Regions from separate parts of the Mus musculus genome. Here all the other regions are linked to region 1. A link is a contact called in public HiChIP or PLAC-seq, capture Hi-C and promoter capture Hi-C data. All regions are on one chromosome and are shown on one strand. The core of a region is the stretch at or near the end of the contact, and the rest is flanking DNA. Distances in the headings are between cores, read along the strand shown.

Region 1 (2,740 bases), core at 172-2,671:
ATAATAATAATAATAATAATAATAATAACTACCACACACATACACAGCATTGCTCTTTTCAGAAGACCAAAGGAAGAGTAGTGGGATGCAGTGATCTGGGCTGAGAGAAACAGAACTGACATATCCTACCCTAAGTCAGTTCAGACTCCCTTCAGAGACTGTGACCTAACAAAGAGGTTAGTCATTCAACCTCAGTGACCACTTAATGAATAGATAACACTCATCCTTATCATATGGAACATCATAGTGATTACTAATGGATCGCATGTCAAGGTGCCCCCAGCTTCACTACAAGTCATTAGTGCTATATTTCAAAGGAGGTTGCCCTCAGATAATCTCCCAGATCCCAGAATCCAGGACTCCTCAAGGCCCCTATATAAAATGGTGTACCAAATACCTTCAATCATCTCTAGACAACATATACTTAAGTGTAAATAATATGTAAACAGTTGGTATGCTGTACTGTTTGGGAATAATAACGAGAACGCTCCTACATGTTCAGTACAGACATTTCTGTTTATTTTTTTGCTTCTGAAGCAAGATCTCATTATGTAGCCCACGCTGGCCTCGAACTCCTGACCTGCCTGTCCTGCTTCCTGAGTGCTGAGATTACTGCCTGCCCAATTCCTTTTTAAATGAACACACATGGGGATCATTGCGGGGGGTGGGGGTGTGGGGGACACACACCTAGATCTGAGTAGTAGCTCTACAAAATATTCAAAGCAGTGGAATTAAAAACTATTTAAGTATTATGAAAGCAATGAATATTTATTTTTAAAAAATCATTACACCATAGAATCAGATAACATGCCCTCCCCCATGAAAATAGCAAAAGTTAAAACAGAACAGCAACAACAGAAAGAAAACTGAAGCTCCCAATGTCAATTTGTCCAAAATGACTACGTGAAACACAAATACATCGTAATTCTTCCTGGACATCCCGGGAACACTGAACCTAGACAGCTTATTAGCTAAGCCTGGCTCCGACACGCCCCCTCAGAACCTCAGTTTCCCCACCTGGTCAAGGAGGCGGCTCGGTGGGATGTCGTCGAGCATCCCTTCCCAGTGTAAAGCCTGCGTTCCTAGGCTGCGCGTACCCAGCGCTCTGGTGTGAGCGGAGCCTCGAGGGCTCCGAAGAACCAGGACGCAGAGCTGCGCGTCCAGCCCGTCGGGCGCGGACACCGACGCCCCTCCCCCAAACTGCCCTGAGCTGGCTCCAGGCCCGTTACTCGCTGTCTCTCTGGCTGTTCCCCGCGGGGCGCGCGGCTCCTGACCTGCCTCTCCCGCTCGCCTCTCCAGGGACCAGGTCCTGTTCCCGCTATCTCTCTGAGCGCAAAAGCACCCCACGGTCTGGCCCGGCCCGGCCCGGCCCCTCTGGATTCACCTCAGCTCAAGCCCAAGGGGCACAGAGAACAATGGACGGGAGAGGCCCGCCCATGGCCACTCTCATTGGCTGTCCACAACAGTTCCTGAAATTCTGCTCCACTATTGGTGAAAACTGCGTCCAGATGGGCGTTGGGAGGGAAGTTCCACCCGATGCATTGCGGGAAATGTAGTTTACCCAGAGACGGGGGGGGGGGTGGTTTGTACCTGAGCGAACAGAGGGTTTGATAGCCGTAAGTAATGCCTCCGGATCAGAGGCAGAGGACGACCCAGGACTAGCTGTCTGTCTTCTAGTACTGCCCAAAGCTTTCACCTGAGACAGATAGTGCCAATTCTCTAAAGCTCGCGTGTATTTATCTATAAAAAATGAAAGCTGGGTGAATGTATCAGTCTTTTTCAGCTGAGAATTGAGTGGCAAATGAGCCCTCGAGAGCCAAAAGCTGACTCTAAGCAGAGAAGAAATCTGCGCAATCAAAGTTCCTCTTGGCCCAAGTTCGCACCTCTCCTGGAAATTTGCAGCTACGCACAGGCATTTGCACTCCGGGGTTGCACTCCCCTTTGTTTTCACACGTGGTATTCTTGCGTCTTCACGAAAGCCCCGCCCCGCTCTTTCTGCTTTGTAAGTCCTAGTCTATAGTCGGCTCCTTGGAACCTGCCCTACAGTTAGGCAAGAGGTTAGCTCTGGGAGGGAATGACCACCCAGGCACCCTAAAACAGGACACAAAGGACAATAGTGGTCCTTCCAGATGGGTCATCTCAAGGTCCCCAAAACAGGATGTAAAGAACAGCAATAGATGGTAGTGGTCTACTAGTTGGCTCAGCTTCAACTGGCTTCAGGGTATCTCTAGATAAGAGTATGCATGGAGTGCCTGCTACCCCTTCACCAAGTGAACTTTTCAGCTTTGAGGGCACTTAAGCCCCAAGACTGGGTGAAATGAGCTTCCAAGAAAAGTGTGCCACTTTGTTTTAGTGCCCGCCTTAATGGAGGGACAGGGAGAGGATAACAGATAAAGGATAAATCTAAACCCACTTCTGTCCCCGACACAGCCATTCCTACTCTGTACGGATTGCTCTCTTCCCAAAGAGCATACAAACTTTTACTCCCTTACTCGCTCTAGTTAAAACCCTTGACTTGGGGGCTGGAGAGATGGTTCAGTGGTTAAGTGTGGGAAGCCGTTGCAGAGTGGCAGTTGCAGAGTGGCAGTTGCAGAGTGGCAGTTGGCTACTGCTGGCCACTACACATACATAGGCAGTGAAGGTTCTTTTGCCAAGACAAGTTAACCAATCAGATGTGAGACACACCTCTCCTAGGCCTATGTAAGCAGCACCAGTTCTGGGCTCAGGGTCTTTTCGCCTC
Region 2 (2,740 bases), core at 80-2,579, 940 kb after region 1:
AAGTATGAAAAAACTAAGCTGCTTTTTCTTCAAAGTGTTAATCAGTTATCTCAATAGCACTTGTGGAATTCCTTCCTACAGCCAAACTATGATAGCCCCTACATCATATATTAAAATTATTTCATGCCAAGGGCTTGGAAAGACTACATCTCTTCCAAACGACTGGAGTTGCTCCCAGCATTCACTTCAGCTGCTTATAAACTCCAGCTCTAAGGTGGCCTCTTCTAGTCTCTGAGGGCACCTGAAGCAACATTTGGACATATACACATACAACATAATTAAAATTAAATCTTTAAAATTGTTTACCACAGACTATTGTGTTATAGTTCAATAATACTTCACCTTTTAATTATGATTTGAGGCTTGTGAGGTAAAGGCACTGCCAAGTCTGATGGCTTACATTAGATCTTTTACACAGCAAGAGAGAACTGACTCCCCAAATTGTCCTCTGATTTCCACACATGCACCGTTGCAGGCGCGTGGGTCCTCTCCAAAAAAATCCATATAAATGTAACTTTAAAACATACTTCAAATTATCCTGCTTGGTTTGATTGGTGGGCAAAGCTGGTTCCTTCTTGCTACTCTGTTTTAGAATTGTCTTTGACATTTCCGTCCAACATTTGAATCATTTTGTCCCACTTCAATGCAATAGTCATTTGAATTTTTATTTACTAAAATCCCAGGGATGTATGTGGTGGTGCAGGCTTTTAATCCCAGCATTTAGGGTCACAGAGGCAGGCGAATCTCTGAGTTCAAAGCCAGGCAGGGCGACACAGTGAGACTCCGTTTCAAAGAAAGATAACATATAAACAAACAAACGAATAACTAAATGAATAAATAAATGAGAAAAGGTGTTACCAGTTTGAGACCAACCGTTCCGTTTATGTGGGATTGGATGAGAGATCCCGTATGATGTCAACTTTCACCATCTAAAGGAGAGAATGACCGTTTGACTGGCAGACTTTTGCCTAATTCACTGCAACATAAAAGCCTAGCTTTTGCTAGTCCAAGGTTAGAAGAAGAAACACAAACACCTACTGGTCCCTCAAACTGGCGCGGCTGCTGGCAGGAATTGCCAGTCTCGATGCTTGCTGCCGACACGGTTGGCTCCAGGATGGAACCAGAATGAGGGGCTCAGTCCCAGCCAGGCTTGGATTCGTTCCCAGGCTGGCCAAGGCGACCGTGCTCCTGGGCTTCTACAGCCGTGCTCCCCAGGAAAGCGCGCCGACCTCTCAGGGTGCCAGAGCGGCAGGACACTTTAGTGCTCGGTGCCCAGGGGTACCGAGACTAAGTTTCCGGGAGCAGCTTTCAGCGGGACACCAACAGGAAGTGTTCGTGTTGTGCCGGAAGAAGGTGCGTTCTTGGAGCAGGTGGTACCGAGAGAAGCGGGACCGGCAAAGATGATTCAGGCGATTCTGGTTTTCAACAACCATGGAAAACCGCGGCTGGTCCGCTTCTACCAGCGTTTTGTGAGTGCAGCCCCACCAACCATGCCCCTGCGGAGCACCAGAGCCATCCCTTCCCCACGGCCCGCAGCCGCGCTCAGCAGCATCTCCTGCTCTGGCACCGTGCATGACCCACCCCCCTGCTCCTCCCTCATCCTTCCTGGATCTTGGCTTTTCTGTGTTTTGTGACACTTTCCCTTGGGTCTTAGGGACAGACTCAGTACACAGTGTGCCGCATTGAGATATTGGGTGACAGCCTCTGTCTTTAGTTTTTTGTTTCTGTATTTGTTTTGTTTTTTAAATTGATGAGCGTAGTTTTGTGATGATCTGGTCGTTGGGTTCTTTTACGTTTATTTTTTCTCAAGGGCATGGAGAGAAGTTCTTTCGTGGAATCACTTGCTTCAGCATTGGCTGGCACTTATCAGGGTTGGGATACTTTTTATCCTGTAAGGTTGCAGAAAGTCTCTTTTAAAATTAGGGGGAAATGAGCTATTTTTACAAGATGCCAGTTGTAGTGGTGCACACCTCAAAGCTCAGAACTCGGGAGATGGAGGCGAGAGGATCAGGACTTCAAAGTTATCCTCAGATACACAGCTAGTTCTAAGCCAGCTTGAGCTACACCAGACCGCATCTTAAGAAATCATATAATTAAACAAATAAACAAATGCCATCATGGAATGCCTCAGCAATGTTCGTGCACATTTGAATTTTCTGGAAACATTTCCTTTGGGGAAACGCAGATGCCGTTCTTTGCCTTCTGTACCCCAATATTTTATTCGTGGTTAGGTTTCAAAATATCCTCCTGAGAGACTGGTTCTGTCTGAGAGGGAATAAAATCAGAAGACTTTCAGGCTTCAGCCCCACCTTTTGTACACGTTAAGAAATGTCTTGCCGGGCGGTTCTGGCACACACCTTTAATCCCAGCACTTGGGAGGCAGAGGCAGGTGGATTTCTGAGTTCGAGGCTAGCCTGGTCTACACAGTGAGTTCCAGGACAGCCAGGGCTTTAGAGAGAAACCTTGTTTTGAAAAACAAACAAACAAACAGAAATGTCTCTGGGTCTTTTATTCCTTTTTTCATCATAAATGAAAAGTATTTGCTTTTTAAAATAGGATTTTCCAACTACGTTTTTAAATAGAACACTGAATACAACTTCAATTTTTTGTTGTTTATGTTTTTCAAGACAGGGTTTACAACTTCAATTTGCACGTGCATTTGTTTCTCCTAGTTTCTAAGTTTTTCACTGAGCTAAAAATCACTATACAGCTACTTAATGTATGCAGTTTAGTGGCATCT
Region 3 (2,740 bases), core at 99-2,598, 930 kb before region 1:
CTTTCCATTGGGGCAAGTGGCTGTGTGACAGATTGACCTGAGGCGGGGTCCTGTCCTTTCTAGCTGGTGATGAGGTACTCTAGAGGTACCTGTGGAGAAGGCTGACGGTTCCTTAGAGGACATTGCTTCCCCCTCCTTTGCCCATCCAGGCACCATCAGAAATACACCAATCCGTGTTCCTCCCCTGATAAAAACTGTCAAGTCTCTAGAGCAGTGGTTCTCAACCTTCCTAATGCTGCAACCTTTTAATACAGTTCCTCATGCTGTGATGACTCCCAACGGTAACATTACTTTTGTTGCTACTTCCTAACTAATTTGGCTACTGTTATGAATCGTAATGTAAATATTTTTAGGGCATCATGATTTCACCTCAAAATTCATCAAATTACTACAGTATAGTTTTGGCTCCACTTTGTGCCTCTATTTGTAATGTATTTCAAAAAAGGTGTGGTGTGGTTTAACACCTGAATCACCTGAGTCTTAGGCTTTAGCCACTTTCTCACAACACACCACTTAACGTGTCATGTGGAAAGGGTGTCTCTGGGAGAGTAAAATGAGACATCCCATTCTGATCCCAACCTTTAGTGGCTGTTTTCAGCACTCACATTCCAGTCTCACCTGTTTGTGAATCTGAATGCTGTCGCCCTTTGACATTTGTCACAGTCTCTGTCCTCCTCCTTAACTCCCCTCTCACTGGCACAGGTCACTGATAATTTGGTTATGTATTCAGGTAGCTCCTTAACTATTCCACTTGGATGTCTCCAATCATTTCAAACTTAATGTACCCTGAAAACTCCCCCTCGGACTGCCACAACTGCTAGCCGTAGACTCGGGCATCTTCAGTTAATCTTTTCCCCATCTCAGATTATTCAGGTCCCAAAGATCCTCAAAATGGTAACAAGCCATCTCCCATTTAGGTAGCAGATCTTCCTACCTCTGGGCATATACCATCTATACATTCTAACCTTATTGGACAAGGCCAGTCCCTAACTTTAGCACTTGCATTGATTTGCCTCTGCTTCAGTTTCACGAACGGTTGTATTCAACTCCACAGTGGATCTCCTCTCCTTGCGCACTGCCCTGTGCGAATTGCCATGGTGCCGCGTTGGGCAGGCGAGCACCGAGGCTGGCTGCTCTTGCCAACCCTAAGGATAGGTGACAATTTTCCCTCTGCTGGCAAAGATGGCTCACCAATGGATCACACCCTGAGGCTGGCAGGTTGCAAAGGAAGGAAAACAGTGCCATCTCGGGGCGAGGTGGCACTCTTAGGTGCCGGCCGACGCGCCTGCCGCTTCCGCCCATGACTTGCGCAGGCGCACAGAACTCTTCCGCCACGCTGGCGCCTGCGTGGTTGGGATGCTGCTGCTTGCTGTAGGTCGGTGTGCTTGGCCTCTGTTAGACTCCTGTGTGGTTCCACAATGCCTAAGAAAGCCGGTGCGACAAGCAAGGCCAGTGGCAAGCCTCGTGTTGTGGAGAGGGTGGGCCACGGGGCTACACTGGCGGGGAACAGACGCAGCGCCTGGAGGGCGGAAGACCTCCCTTCGGGTCCAGGTCTGAGACTTCCTGGGTCGCACATTAGCTCGCCCTAAGGATGAGTAGGCTCCACTGCGCACCCGCTGACCACCGTCTTTGCTCTCTCACTCTGAGGGTTACACTTCCCGGCAGGCTGTGCGTTCTGCCTCCCTATGGTGGCTGATCGCTTCCTTCTGTCAATGAGACTGCACTCCCTCCCCTAATATCCCTTTGTTTTCTGTCGCTGTGATCCCAGCCCCTTGAAGTCAGGGAGTTTGAATCCTTATTCCTCTTCATACCCGCTGTCCGCATACTGCCCTGGAAGTTGTTTTCTGTTAAGTTGTTAGATGGCATTTAAATACCAGTCGTCGTTCTTTCTGCAATGGACTCCTCACCCACTCTTGAGCGTTAGGATGCATTGGCTATAAAGATGACTAATAAATGCCCCTTCTCTTGAGAAATAGAAACGATAAAGTAGACTGTGGGAACAAGTCCTAAGCTAGCCAAGAGATCTTAAGTAGAACACATACCTACACAGAGACAGCCCCACCCCACCCCCCTCTCTGTCTCTGTATGTTGGATCATGAAGGGATGTGGGAGGAGCACGGTGGTGGCTAGTTTCTGCATGTAGGCCCAGTTTAGTGAAGGTGAGGGTAGTGATGGCTCAAAATAACTGAAGTATTTTGTTACCTGTGAAATTGTGTGTCATTTTAGGGTAAAAACCAAACCAAAGAACCAGAGACAGCACCTCCTGCTGCAGGGCCTGTAGCAACTGACCCTAAAGGTTTTGTCACCATAGCCATTCATGCCAAACCTGGCTCCAGACAGAACGCTGTGACAGGTACGTCTGAGCACTGGGTGGGATTTGGATGTGGATAAAGCAGCGTTTTCATCTTATTTTTGCCTTGTTATCTAAAAGCTTATCCTGTAACTGTAAATGGTATTTTTTATGTCTGCGTTTAGAAGCTTCTCCATCTAAACATTCTATAGTCTCATATAGAGGTATTTGAAAGAAAATGTACAATATTTAATACCAAATCAGATGGAATCTGTGTATCTTTTCCTTTTTAAAAATGTGGTATTTTGTAGATGGGCCTGGTCATATATGCCAATAATTCACAAGTACTTAGTTAGGAACTGAGGCAGGAGGTCAGCTAGACTACAACAAGACCCTGTCTCTAAACAATAAAATGTTTAGGAAGGACACATTAGGAAATCTATGTATAGC
Region 4 (2,740 bases), core at 165-2,664, 750 kb after region 1:
AGCTGACCTTCATCCATACTCTAACTGGTCTAGAAAGATGCATAGGAAGTCTGTTCTCCGACCTTGCACGTGTGGATCCTGGAGTCCAGGGGTCTGGTATTTCCAGGATGGCATGAAAGCCCAAGTCAACAACCTCTGTGGTCTTTACCGGTGTTTACACAAGAGAACTGGGAATCTCGTAGAAGGGCTCTCAGACTGTTCTGGAACATGCTGCCCCAGGCCAGACTTTCCTATTCCTTTCCTCAGTCCCTGGAGGGACCCAGATGTCTCTCCTTTGCATATACTCTCTGTACTGGATCCCAGAACCAAATCTGTGACTCGGATGGATTGAGACTCCAGGAGGGAAGCTTTGATGTTGGCAGTTCAAGGCCACTTTCCTGGCATAGCTCCACCTGACAACACTGTGAAGCTGGGTTGGGAAGCTGGGAGCACAGGGCAGAAAGGTTGCTCTCATCTGGAGTGAGTTGGTGTGACTGGGAGAGCTGGGGTGGATTTGTGATATTTGATACACAAAACCCAGACTTCAGTGACCCCTACTTCAAGAAAATGAACAGTGATGGATTTAGCTTGTATGTTTCTGTTTGTTTCCCCACGCAAACAGGTAAACTAGGAGCTGTTGGGCTGGGTTGTGGATGGACCTTTGCCTAGGATATAGGAGACATGGGCTTTCCTTCAGGGCTACATAACTACTAGCATAGAATATAATTAACTTGGGCAGTGGTTGTACTATTGAAGGATGAACATACCTCAAACCTTTACACACAAATGTCACAGAAGTCTCCTGGCAGGCACTCTTATGTCCAGAAGAGACAGAGTCGGCCATGATGAAGGACTTTGGGGCTAGGAGTTTGGCCTAGTCAGGAGCAGAAGGAGGATTTCCAGCCGCCCCCCCCCCCGCCCCGCCCCGCAGCGTCTCATATAGCCCAGGCTGGTCTAGAACTTGGTATGTAGCCTAACTTCTCATCCTCTTGCCTCCACCGTACTTGGCATTTCAACTCTCGATCCTGGTTAGTCCACCCAACTGGACGCTACCTGGGGGAGACCCAAGTTGCCATGGTCTAGGTTCAAGACGGCAAAGCTTGTCATTGTCTTGATGAAAGCGCCTCAGGTCCGTCGGTCAGCTAAACGCAAAGGACGCAGGGGACTAAGGCGACGTGTCTGCAGCTGACATTCTAACGGAAGCGGGGAGTCTTGCAGCCGTGAGCCCCCGCGGCCCGATGGGTCTCCCCGGTACCTGATGCTTTGAGGATATATGGAGGCTCCCAGAAAGCGCGGGCTCAGCACTGGGGCCGCCTGAGCTCTGGAACAGGCCCAAGGGTGTCGAGCAGGCTCCTGCCCTGGCGTGGACCCGCCTTCTCCCGGGTGAGACCCAATGGGGCGGCAGGTTCTGCAGCTCCGCCCCGGTTGGGTCCCAGCCACCAGGGCCAGCCTAGAGTCCCCACCGCACAGCCCGGTGCAGCGGCGTGCTCGGACCTCGCGTGCTCGGGATGGCCGGCTACCTGCGGGCTGTGAGCTCGCTCTGCAGAGCCTCGGGCTCAGCGCGGACCTGGGCACCGGCAGCACTGACTGTCCCCAGCTGGCCGGAGCAGCCGCGGCGCCACTGTGAGTGTCGCACCGGGGGGCGGGCTCGCGTGCAGCGCTGCGACGTGGCGACGTCCCGGGAGGGGGACCCTGGAGTGCCACTCGCGACACGCCGGCGGTCGGGGAACAGCGGCGTGCGGGTTACAAAGGGCCGGGAGGTGGCCTTACACCGAGCTCCCGCGCCCCGCGCGCCTGGGCCGCTGCAGGCGCAGGGGTGGGGACCCAGGGGATAGTGGCAGCTGGTGGCCTGGGGCGGGATTGCTGGGTCCTATCAGGGCTGGGGTTCTCCAGGTATTCCGGGGGAGCATTTCCAGAGGTACCTGGACCCAGGGTGGGGTATCATGACTGCCTTGGGCCTTTGGAGGGGACAAGCGACCAAGAGGGGCTGGAGCGGCCTGCTGCAGCCCTAGGCAGAGGAGGGTCACCTCGCGCTCCCGGCTCAGACAAAGGCGAGGAGGAGAGGCCTCCACTTCCCCTTCTCTCCAATCCCTGCGTACTCTGGTCCCTCCTCTCCAACAGGCCCACGTCAGCTATTTTTGGAACCTTTACTCGACAGCTGGAGGAATGTCCTTCCATTTTTCCCGCTTTTGTTTCTCTGCCACTCCCCCACCCTTCGCTGCGCAGGACGCTCAGTCTGGGCCCTCTCCTGGCCCCTTGCTGGGCCAACCACGAGCTGCTGCATGTGAGTGGGTCCTGCCTGGCATACAAGCTGTGGAGACCTGGCACTGCACGCATATTGTCATTTTTCTGCAGTCAGTCGTTCCCATGAGATCTCTGCGTTGCCTTCAGCTTACTTCTTAGACGTGAAGGCGCAACTCCGGACAAAATAATCAGGGTTTTAGAGTCTCCATTACTAACAGATTGCCCAACCTGGCATGTGGGCATCTTTCATACCCTTGCTACTCAGCGCCTTGCTACAAAAGGCACGGAACAATGTAGAGCACTTGGTGGCCTCTTTTGATGCCTGTTGCCACGGAAATTCTATCCTGACCTGGCTCAAAACCCCTTGGGGTTAGCCAGAGGAATGAGGAAGAGGGGGTGGGTTTGGCTATGGGGTTTGTTCTGGCTAGAGTGGTAATCGTTAACTCACCGTGGGAGCAGCTGACCGAAGCTGGGGGCCAGGAGGAGGGAGAGGGCGGGGCCCTTGACACTCCCCTTT
Region 5 (2,740 bases), core at 140-2,639, 660 kb after region 1:
AGGACTTTGCAACTGGTAATGAGCTGCGCCTTGAGCAAGGCGCTAATATCCCATTTTACAGATGAAGAAATCAAGGCACAGAGAAGTTGTTTACTTAAGGTCATGTGGGAACTAAGTGGCTGAGACAGGATTTGAACTTGAGCTACCAACAATGTTTTGGATAAGGGACTGAGATCCTGTTAGGGGCCTTAACTGAAGAGCTGATTCTATCCTTTTGCAAATGGGATGCTTTTAGGGGTGGGGATGCAAATATGGAGTAGGAAGTCTGGTAGAGTTTTAGTCTGTAACCTCTAATTTATGCACTAACTCACAGTGACAGTTTGCAATTTAGAGGGGTTTGGCCAAACATTGTCTGTTGGCACCTATGTGCCTGATGCCCTCCGAATGCACCAAGTTTTATGAATTTCCCAAGATGACTTTGCAAGGTATCTAAGCCTGAGGCGACTTTGCAGGGGAGGAAGCTGGAGTGCGGGCAGTAGGAAGTACTTACTGGGCTAAGTCCCTAGAATTCCAAACGTTGAGGTTCCCTGGAAAAGGTTCAGGGGCGATCAGACTAAGGGAAGTAAAGAATGAGTGGAGGATTGGAAACACAGGCAGCCAGGGGCAGCTGTAAACCACCAAAAAAGGAATGTGGCCCACCAGGGTGATACCCTCAGGCCCCTCTAGACAGGGTACAGATGGGTCTTCGCAATGTCAGTTTCCAAGTCCCTGTGTTTGGAGTAGGGGGTGAATTCTCCAGGTCGATCAGTCAGAGATGGGCCGGCAGGGAGGAAAGACCTGGCACCCACCCGCCAAACTCCAGGCTCTGCTGTGGCTGACTGAGAATATCATAAGCCCAGAGTTTATAGCACGGCCAGCAGCAGTGCCCTCAGCCCCGTGCCGTTGGTGGCTCCAAGGCTGACTCTGGTCAGCATCAAAGACAAGTAAATGAGTAGGCAGGATGGCTGGCACCTGAGGCCCCTAGTGCCGAGTGTGCTCCCTCCGAGCAAGAGCAGCTGCAACCGAGCAAGAAAGCGGCCCTCTCCAAGTCCAGATAGAAAATGGAAGAAAAGGGCTCTCAGCTCCCTAGCTTTCCCTCCTCTTTCGCTTTGACCACAACTGCTTTCCTGGTCCTAGTGGACCTCAACCTCTCCTTTGTCGTGGCCACCCCACCAAGCATCTCGTTGCCCGCGCTCCCCTCCTTCTGCCGCGCCCCATAGCACTTACCCAGCGGCACACTGATCCGGGGGCCGAGCGCCCGCGTAGTCGTCGTCCGCAGCAGCAGCAGTAGCAGCAGCAGCAGCAGCGCGCGCCGCAGGACAGCGGAGCGGCTCGCCCGGCCCATCGCGGCGCGTGGAGCTCGGACCGCAGCAGGCAGCGGCGTCCTCCTCCGGCTCAGGTTGCTCAAGTGGAATCGCAGGCTGGAGCCCCGCCCCGCGGTTCGGCCCGGAGTCCTTCCCTCGGCCTCCGCCTCTGGACCTGGGGGTGGGCGGCAGGGAAGGTGGTCACGTGGGCCGCCGCACCGTAGGCTCCCTCTGCCCAGTGCTGCGGGTGAAAGCCCCGCGCTCTCGCCGCAGGGAGGAGGGCGCGGAGCAGGAAGTCGACGGGTAGGCGGGCCTCCTAGCTGGTCCTTGCCCAGCTCTTTCCCCTTCCTCCTTCCTGGGCGCTGAAGTACGAGGGGCGCTGGATCGAGTCACCCGACTTGGGGCACTGGGGGGGAGGGGGAGCGGAGCAGAGCCTGGGGACCTGAAGCCCGGAGACCGAGGAGCTCGCAAAGCCGCACGGACCCGCCCTCCTTCCGGCTCCCGGGAACCCTGCCCCACATGCCCCCTACCTACCCCCACCCCCGCTCTGGGAGCTGTGCAGACTCTGAGACGGAGACTGGTAGCTTTCCAGTCTTACTTCCGCGAGAGGTCTATGCATGGTCTAGAATCTAGATACTCTGCTCGGTTGTCCATGCTTAGAATTCTGTCCACGCGAAGCCCGGGGCCGGCGCAGAATCAGTTCAAGTGGGATAATTAGGATTTCACGGACTGCACTGCCAAAGAGGCTAGACCTTCCCCCCCACAACCAGCACGTGGCTGAGCATAGGAAAGGATTCCCTAAGGCTGGAATGAGACGCCAGAGGTATCCACCCGCAGGTACCCCAATCTGAAGTCAATTTGGTGGAGCCACAGCAAAGGAATAGAGGGAAATAAAGAGGGGGAGATCAACAAAGACATCAAGGTTTTGGAAACCCGTTTCAGCTTTTCCTAGGTGAATGGATAAAATTAAAAACTTAAAAATATGTGTTCATTGTTCTTGTGGCAATGAAACCACTTCCCCCAGACTTTTCTGCAGTTGTCGAAGCTACACTGCACTCGCTGCTGCCCATGTGTGCCCATGTGGGCAGTTCCAGAGCCACATCTTTCTACTCTCCTCCCCACCCCCACAGGCAGGTGGCAGTCAGAGCAGACAAGCTCTTGGATGGTCTCAGGTCTTCTTTCTTACATCCAGACTTCCCCATGCTCCACAACTCCTGTACTGTCACCACCCTGACATCCTTCTACAGTCTCGTGTCTTTTCTCATATGCCACATGTCCAATTGCACTGGTTAACCCATCATCTGAAATGTACTGTTTCTGCTCTAACTGCTGCTTCCTTTCCTCCTGTTAATCTCTTCTCAAACACAGTAGACAGAGTCTACTCCACAAGCTGTGACCTCTGACCTGTGTGTTTGTGTGTGTAACATAAAATATATATGCAGGCAAAACACCAATGC
Region 6 (2,740 bases), core at 167-2,666, 630 kb after region 1:
CTGATGAATATTTACTAAGAGGGGATTTATTAAATTGGTTTACTCAGTATTGTCTGGGCTGATCAACAGCGGCAGCTGTCCCCAAGGATGCATCTCTGCAGTCCCAAGCCGGTGCTGGGTTCCTAGAGAGCTGTTGGTCTTCAATCTGAGTTGGCAGCTGGAACACTATGATTCTAATGTCATTAAAGGAAATCCTTAGTGGCAGGTACAGGATAGAGACTTATCAGCAAGCCAAGGCAAACAGGCCAAAAGCCATCTTCCGTTTCCGTTTGGTACGGGTTGCCACCTGAGCGCACTGCCGCAGTAGATTTTCGCACTTCAAATAAACTGATCAAGAAAATCCCTCTGCTCAGGGGTTTCTATGAGGTAAGACCCTGAGTGGACCAGGAAAGCAAGCCATAGCCCCTGGGCTTTGCGGTAGAGCCTGCACCTCTCCTGGAGGCTAAAGAAGGAGCAGAGAGAAAGAAGCATGAGAAGCAAGGTTTACAGTCTCCTACCCAGAGGGTATGGAACATCTAGCTGGACTGGCCGGATGAAGGACCAGACTTCTCTAGGAATGAATACCAGTCCAGTACGAAGTTAAAATATTCTCAAATAAATTGTAATTGACTTGGCCCTGTTGTGCCAGGTGACGAAGCAAAAAAAAAAAAAAAAAAGAAAAAAGAAAATCCCTCACAGGAGTGTCAAGCTGTTTCCCTTCTCCTTGACTCCAGATCCAACCAAGTTGACCACCCAGATCACAAAATCCACATTTCCTCCTCCGGAAGCTTGGAATCTTCACTTTTTCACACAGTGTAAATATGTTCATACTTGCATCTGATTATTATTTGAGAGGAGAGAAGGGCAAATCTTGGTTCCTACAGCTGGAAGCTCGCAATTTGTGGGAGGAATCAAAGGAGGCACCCCAGCTGTGACGATAAAACAGCAGGAGGGACCTGTGGACAGAACTGACCTCTAAATACCGGAGTCCGGACACATCACTGAAATTGAACCTGTTTGTAAAATGGAAGCCTACCTTGCTAACTGTTCCACGAATGGGCGATAACTGCACAATCCAGTAAACACCTTCAAGAGCCACTTCAAGAGGAAGCTAAGCTTCTTCTGGAAGAATTGGCACGGTGGCAGAGGCTGCAGCTCTTGTCCCGTGAGACAGTCTAGGACTGACCCTATCCGCAGAGGGGCACCGGATCTCCTCCAGCCCGGGAGCGAGTATGGAGGTTACCCGCCTCCACCCAGAGCTGGGGTCTTCTGCACTTGATTTAGGTGAGGCGGATGCATCTCAAGGCTCAGTGCACAGACGGGTCCCGGAACTCAGCAAACGCGTGAAGACCGCGACGCAGGCGCAGTCTGCATCACGTGCGCATGGCTCGTTCCGCCCCGCCCACTAGAAGGCGGGGCCACGAGGCCTGGGCCCCGCCCCGATGCGTCCGGCTCCTCCCCGGGCCCTCCCTCCAGCTCTCCTGGGCCCGCGGGGAGCCGGGAGCCGGCCCGCTGAGCGGCGCTAAGGGTGGCGGGGCACTGTAGGCAGGGGCGGGCCCGGGGGCGGAGGCCAGGCAGCGGTTGCTACGGGGACTGGGCGGGGACGCGGCCCCGAGGACGGAAGTGAGAAAGTTGCCGGCGTCCCGGGGAGAGTTGGCCTAGCTGTGCGCGCACCGCGGCGATGGGAGGTTCGGGCAGTCGCCTGTCTAAGGAGCTGCTGGCCGAGTACCAGGTGCGCGGGGCGCCAGTTCTCGCGGAGCTCGCGTGCGAGCCCGCGCAGGGGAGTGGGGTTCGGGGAACAGGTGGCGGGGCGGCCGTGGCTTTCGGGCGGCTTGCAGACCCTTGTCTGGATTTGCCTTTCAGGACCTGACGTTCCTGACCAAGCAGGAGATCCTCCTGTGAGTGCTGCCCTGACCCCGGTCCTCCAACTCGGGATTGCCAGGGGAGGGCTTTGCGGGTACTTTTCTCGCGGGATACGGATTGGACGTCTCACCTCCGAGGGTGGGGCTGTGCTTCTGGGATGTCAGGATCACTGGATCTGGAGTCGGAGGCTCAGAGTGCAAGTCCCACCCGCTCCAGAGCCTCACCTTTGCACCACGCAAACACTTCTGTGTATCCAGGAAAAGTTGAACTGTTTGAGCTCCTCTAGCCTCCTCACTGCCGAGCTTCCTGCTCGCTTCTAAAAGGAACTGCTGTGACTCTTTGCGGACTTTGCCCTCTGGCAAAACCAAGAGGTCTTGTACGTGGCTCGCTCCAATCCCAACTTTACCTGTTTAATTCAGTAACCGTTAACGTTTACTGAACCCTTACTCTGCCCAGTAGCTCCTGAGTGATCCACACATTACTTCAGGAGGAGGTTACAGATCAAGGAATCAGGTTCAGAGAGTTCTGAGAACTTGACTATAAAGCACACTATAAGTGATTTGCTGGCCAGAGCGCTTGAGTTAGGTTCCTAGCCCCACAATGAAATTCTACTGGGAAAGAGGTGGTGGCTGAGAGGAGTCTCTGGAGTGGAGGTAACATGTGTTTTTGTTACTGTAATGTTAGAGTCCAGGTACTTGGCCCACACAGGCAGTCCTAACCAGCTAGGCTGTGCTACCTGTCCTCAGTAGGCCAAGGAAAGGGACAATATTGAAAAGCAGAGAAACGAAATGTATCCAATGTGGCCATACTGGGAAAAAAAAAAAGCTAAGAATGGACATGACCGCTCCTCCCCCCATCTTTAAGTCAATCTTCATGTCCAGCTGATGTGAGGTTTATA
Region 7 (2,740 bases), core at 95-2,594, 570 kb after region 1:
CAGTTGTTTTCATTCTATTCCCAGACTCTTGAGGCCAAGTATCTGGGGGTAAAAAAAATGATCAAAATCTATAATCACAAAACCAAGATTCTTAGAAATTACAAAGCCTTGTCACCCAACTCGTTGCAGAAAATTATTTTATAAATTCGAAAACGGCATTCAGCCTTTTACTCAAAGAGTCAGTTCTGATTGGATTTCCAATCGGGCACTCCCAAGCAGTGCCCGGGAATTTTCTTTTTAATAGAGGATTCTTTTTATTTATTTTCATAGGTGCGTCGGTGTTTTTCCTAGATGTATGTCTGTATGTGAGGGTGTCAAAAATCACCTGGAACTGGAGTTAAAGACAGTTGTGAGCTGCCTTGTGAGTGCTGGGAAATTGAACCCACCTCCTCTGGGAGAGCAATCAGTGCTTTTAGCCGCTAAACCATCTCTCTAACCCCGCCTGGGAATCTTAAAACGACCGGAAAAGAATTCGAATTTGTTAACTTGCAAGGAAATAAAGCCTTTCTTTCTTTCTTTCTTTTTTTTTTTTTTTTTTTTTTTTTTTTTTTTTTTTTTGTGACAGGGTTTCTCTGTGTAACCCTGGCTGTCCTGGAACTCACTCTGTAGCCCTGGCTATCCTCGAACTCAGAAATCCGCCTGCCTCCGCCTCCCAAGTGGTGGGATTAAAGGCGTGTGCCACCACTGGCCGGCTCAAGCCGTCTTCCTAACTCAAGTAAAAACGCGGAACTGTAAGACACGAAGAAAAAACGATACATTTAAAACTTTAAGGTTAAAAAAACTTCAGGGCTTTTTGTACTGTCTCACTCCGTAGCCCAGGTTAGTCTTAAACTACATCTCCTAGGCTAAACTCGAATCGATTTTGTTCTAGCCTCCCGAGCAATGCGATTACAGACTATACTCAAGAGATGAGAAGCCCACACCATTACATGCTCAGCGTTTACACAGAGAAGAGGCCGAGTAGCCGCGACTTGCGGCGGCACCTGAGCTCGGCCGCCAGCTACGCCAGGCCTGAGACAAACCCACCCCGGCCTCGAGGAAGCGTGTCAACCCCGCGCTGTCCCCGCTGCTCGCCCCGCTAGTGGCCTCGGGCACAGATGCCCTCCGGAGCCGGCTTCGAGCGCCCCAGCCACAGACATCGGTGCCTGAAGACCGGCGAACCCAGCTTGTCGAACCTGGTACCAGACCCGCACCTCAGTAATGGGTCCCGCCCCTAAGAGACCCGCACCTTCTCCTCATGGTGGACGCTCCAAGCTGTCCAGAATCGAGACCCTCCACTTGCCACGCGCGGGACGGAGAACGGTAACCAGCCGCAGCAGACTTCACCCGGAGTCCGTCTCCACTCTCGAGCCGTTGGACCCCGCGGAATTCAAACCGAGCCAGAGGCGGTGCCAAATGACAATTGGTTACCGCGTCCGCCACTCACGGAGCCCCGCCCTCGTCCCGCCCCTCCTGCGAAGGGCTGCTGCCTAGGCCTGGGATACAGAGACCGCCTAGGGCGTGGGAAGCGCTTGCACGGGGAGCGTGCGGGCCTCAATATGCGCATGCGTGCACCTATGCCCGCCTCAAGGGTGGGGTGTAGGGGTGTGGCCGATGATGTCACCGGTACCCACTGAGTTGCTGCCGTTGGGTTTCAAATTTTTGTGCTTCCTGAGAAGTATTGGGTAGACTGCCAGAACAGCTCGACTTCTTGCTACTCTCCAATGTCCCAAGAGGAGCAGGGACTAGCAGGAAAGCTTAGAAGGAAAAAAAAACCAGGCTCTTGGTCCTGGTACCTTAGTGGACAAGTTTATCGCATTTAATCATTAGAACACACCTGTTAATAATGATCATCACTATCCTGAAGAAAAAGATTTGAGTAGCTTTTCCAGAACGTAGGCGGCAGAGACAGGACAGGGAAATAGTTTGGGCTACAGGAAAAAACTGACTTGCCCAATTTAGCTGTGAGCAAATGGTGATTTGGGCTTTGTTTTTCTTGCACATTATAAGATTTAGGTAAATCAGGAAAACTCCACAATTTGAACATGACATCAAAGTATTTGTGTAGCCGGGCGTGGTGGCGCACGCCTTTAATACCAGCACTTGGGAGGCAGAGGCAGGCGGATTTCTGAGTTCGAGGCCAGCCTGGTCCGCAAAGTGAGTTCCAGGACAGCCAGGGCTACACAGAGAAACCCTGTCTCGAAAAACCAAAACAAACAAACAAACAAACAAAAAACAAAAACAAAAAACAACCAAAGTATTTGTGTGTCCTTTTCTTCCCACTGACCCATAGCATCTGTATCCCATTTTCAATGATTTACTATTACCTAATACACTGCTATGGGAGTATCTCCTTTGCTACTCAGACTAAAATTTGTAATAAAGCTGAGATGAATTTCTTTTTTGCTACCTCCTCCAAAATGATTTGTAGAAGTGTAATTATTGAATTCTCCTTTGCGAAGAGGTACTTATTAACCTATCTTCTGCACCAAACTTTACCTGGAGTATCCTTGTTACCCACAGCACTGGTGATTAGCAATGCGCTTTTAAACCACTAGCTTCCATCTATAGGCCCAAAATAAAACAAAATCTAGTTTATACTGAATTATAACTAAAATTGTCTGCTTTTCTGTATTGGTCAACTGTACCATCTATAAGAGTCTCATTATTTGCTTCTCTTTTTTATGATAAATACATTTATTAAATTTGTGTGTGTATATGGGGTGGTCATGTGTGGAGAATAGAGGGCAACTTAAAAGAT

The links. Promoter capture Hi-C pulls out the DNA fragments that hold promoters and counts their contacts. HiChIP or PLAC-seq counts read pairs in DNA pulled down with a chosen protein or histone mark. Capture Hi-C pulls out chosen DNA fragments and counts their contacts.
Region 2: a contact with region 1 is called in an H3K27ac HiChIP or PLAC-seq map of large pre-B cells, with 5 times the contacts expected there. The contact joins the promoter of 5430400D12Rik here to the promoter of Zscan2 in region 1. A contact is called at or near these places in 2 of 115 datasets of contacts at active chromatin or transcription factors (embryonic stem cells and large pre-B cells) and 1 of 9 other capture datasets (liver).
Region 3: a contact with region 1 is called in a promoter capture Hi-C map of hippocampal neurons, with 3 times the contacts expected there. The contact joins the promoter of 3110040N11Rik here to the promoter of Zscan2 in region 1. A contact is called at or near these places in 1 of 39 promoter capture datasets (hippocampal neurons) and 2 of 115 datasets of contacts at active chromatin or transcription factors (bone marrow-derived macrophages and pancreatic cancer cells).
Region 4: a contact with region 1 is called in a promoter capture Hi-C map of liver, with 3 times the contacts expected there. The contact joins the promoter of Idh2 here to the promoter of Zscan2 in region 1. A contact is called at or near these places in 2 of 39 promoter capture datasets (both in liver) and 2 of 9 other capture datasets (adipose tissue and liver).
Region 5: a contact with region 1 is called in a promoter capture Hi-C map of adipose tissue, with 3 times the contacts expected there. The contact joins the promoter of Sema4b here to the promoter of Zscan2 in region 1. A contact is called at or near these places in 1 of 39 promoter capture datasets (liver) and 2 of 9 other capture datasets (adipose tissue and liver).
Region 6: a promoter capture Hi-C map of pre-B cells shows a contact between it and region 1, with 5 times the contacts expected there. The contact joins the promoter of Cib1 here to the promoter of Zscan2 in region 1. A contact is called at or near these places in 3 of 39 promoter capture datasets (liver and pre-B cells), 1 of 115 datasets of contacts at active chromatin or transcription factors (pancreatic cancer cells) and 2 of 9 other capture datasets (adipose tissue and liver).
Region 7: a contact with region 1 is called in a capture Hi-C map of macrophages, with 3 times the contacts expected there. The contact joins the promoter of Prc1 here to the promoter of Zscan2 in region 1. A contact is called at or near these places in 3 of 39 promoter capture datasets (the C10 cell line, liver and pre-B cells), 1 of 115 datasets of contacts at active chromatin or transcription factors (pancreatic cancer cells) and 2 of 9 other capture datasets (liver and macrophages).

What each region holds. Positions count from the first base shown.
Region 1 is chr7:80,859,612-80,862,351 of GRCm38.p6, reverse strand. Zscan2 (zinc finger and SCAN domain containing 2) reads right to left here and starts at 1,421. Exons shown (of 3, transcript NM_001382511.1): 1 at 1,275-1,421.
Region 2 is chr7:79,919,238-79,921,977 of GRCm38.p6, reverse strand. 5430400D12Rik (a long non-coding RNA gene) reads right to left here and starts at 1,329. Exons shown (of 2, transcript XR_003946805.1): 1 at 1,039-1,329; 2 at 1-929. Ap3s2 (adaptor-related protein complex 3, sigma 2 subunit) reads left to right here and starts at 1,338. Exons shown (of 6, transcript NM_009682.3): 1 at 1,338-1,469. The coding sequence starts at 1,401.
Region 3 is chr7:81,788,063-81,790,802 of GRCm38.p6, reverse strand. 3110040N11Rik (RIKEN cDNA 3110040N11 gene) reads left to right here and starts at 1,348. Exons shown (of 5, transcript NM_026077.4): 1 at 1,348-1,448; 2 at 2,227-2,353. The coding sequence starts at 1,419.
Region 4 is chr7:80,114,024-80,116,763 of GRCm38.p6, reverse strand. Idh2 (isocitrate dehydrogenase 2 (NADP+), mitochondrial) reads left to right here and starts at 1,414. Exons shown (of 11, transcript NM_173011.2): 1 at 1,414-1,602. The coding sequence starts at 1,488.
Region 5 is chr7:80,197,237-80,199,976 of GRCm38.p6, reverse strand. Sema4b (sema domain, immunoglobulin domain (Ig), transmembrane domain (TM) and short cytoplasmic domain, (semaphorin) 4B) reads right to left here and starts at 1,389. Exons shown (of 14, transcript NM_001360135.2): 1 at 1,207-1,389. The coding sequence starts at 1,324.
Region 6 is chr7:80,231,481-80,234,220 of GRCm38.p6, reverse strand. Cib1 (calcium and integrin binding 1 (calmyrin)) reads left to right here and starts at 1,416. Exons shown (of 7, transcript NM_011870.5): 1 at 1,416-1,711; 2 at 1,843-1,877. The coding sequence starts at 1,661. Gdpgp1 (GDP-D-glucose phosphorylase 1) reads right to left here and starts at 1,328. Exons shown (of 2, transcript NM_178752.3): 1 at 1,016-1,328.
Region 7 is chr7:80,293,080-80,295,819 of GRCm38.p6, reverse strand. Prc1 (protein regulator of cytokinesis 1) reads right to left here and starts at 1,344. Exons shown (of 15, transcript NM_001374624.1): 1 at 1,229-1,344. The coding sequence starts at 1,239. It also overlaps a transcript of Rccd1 not described here.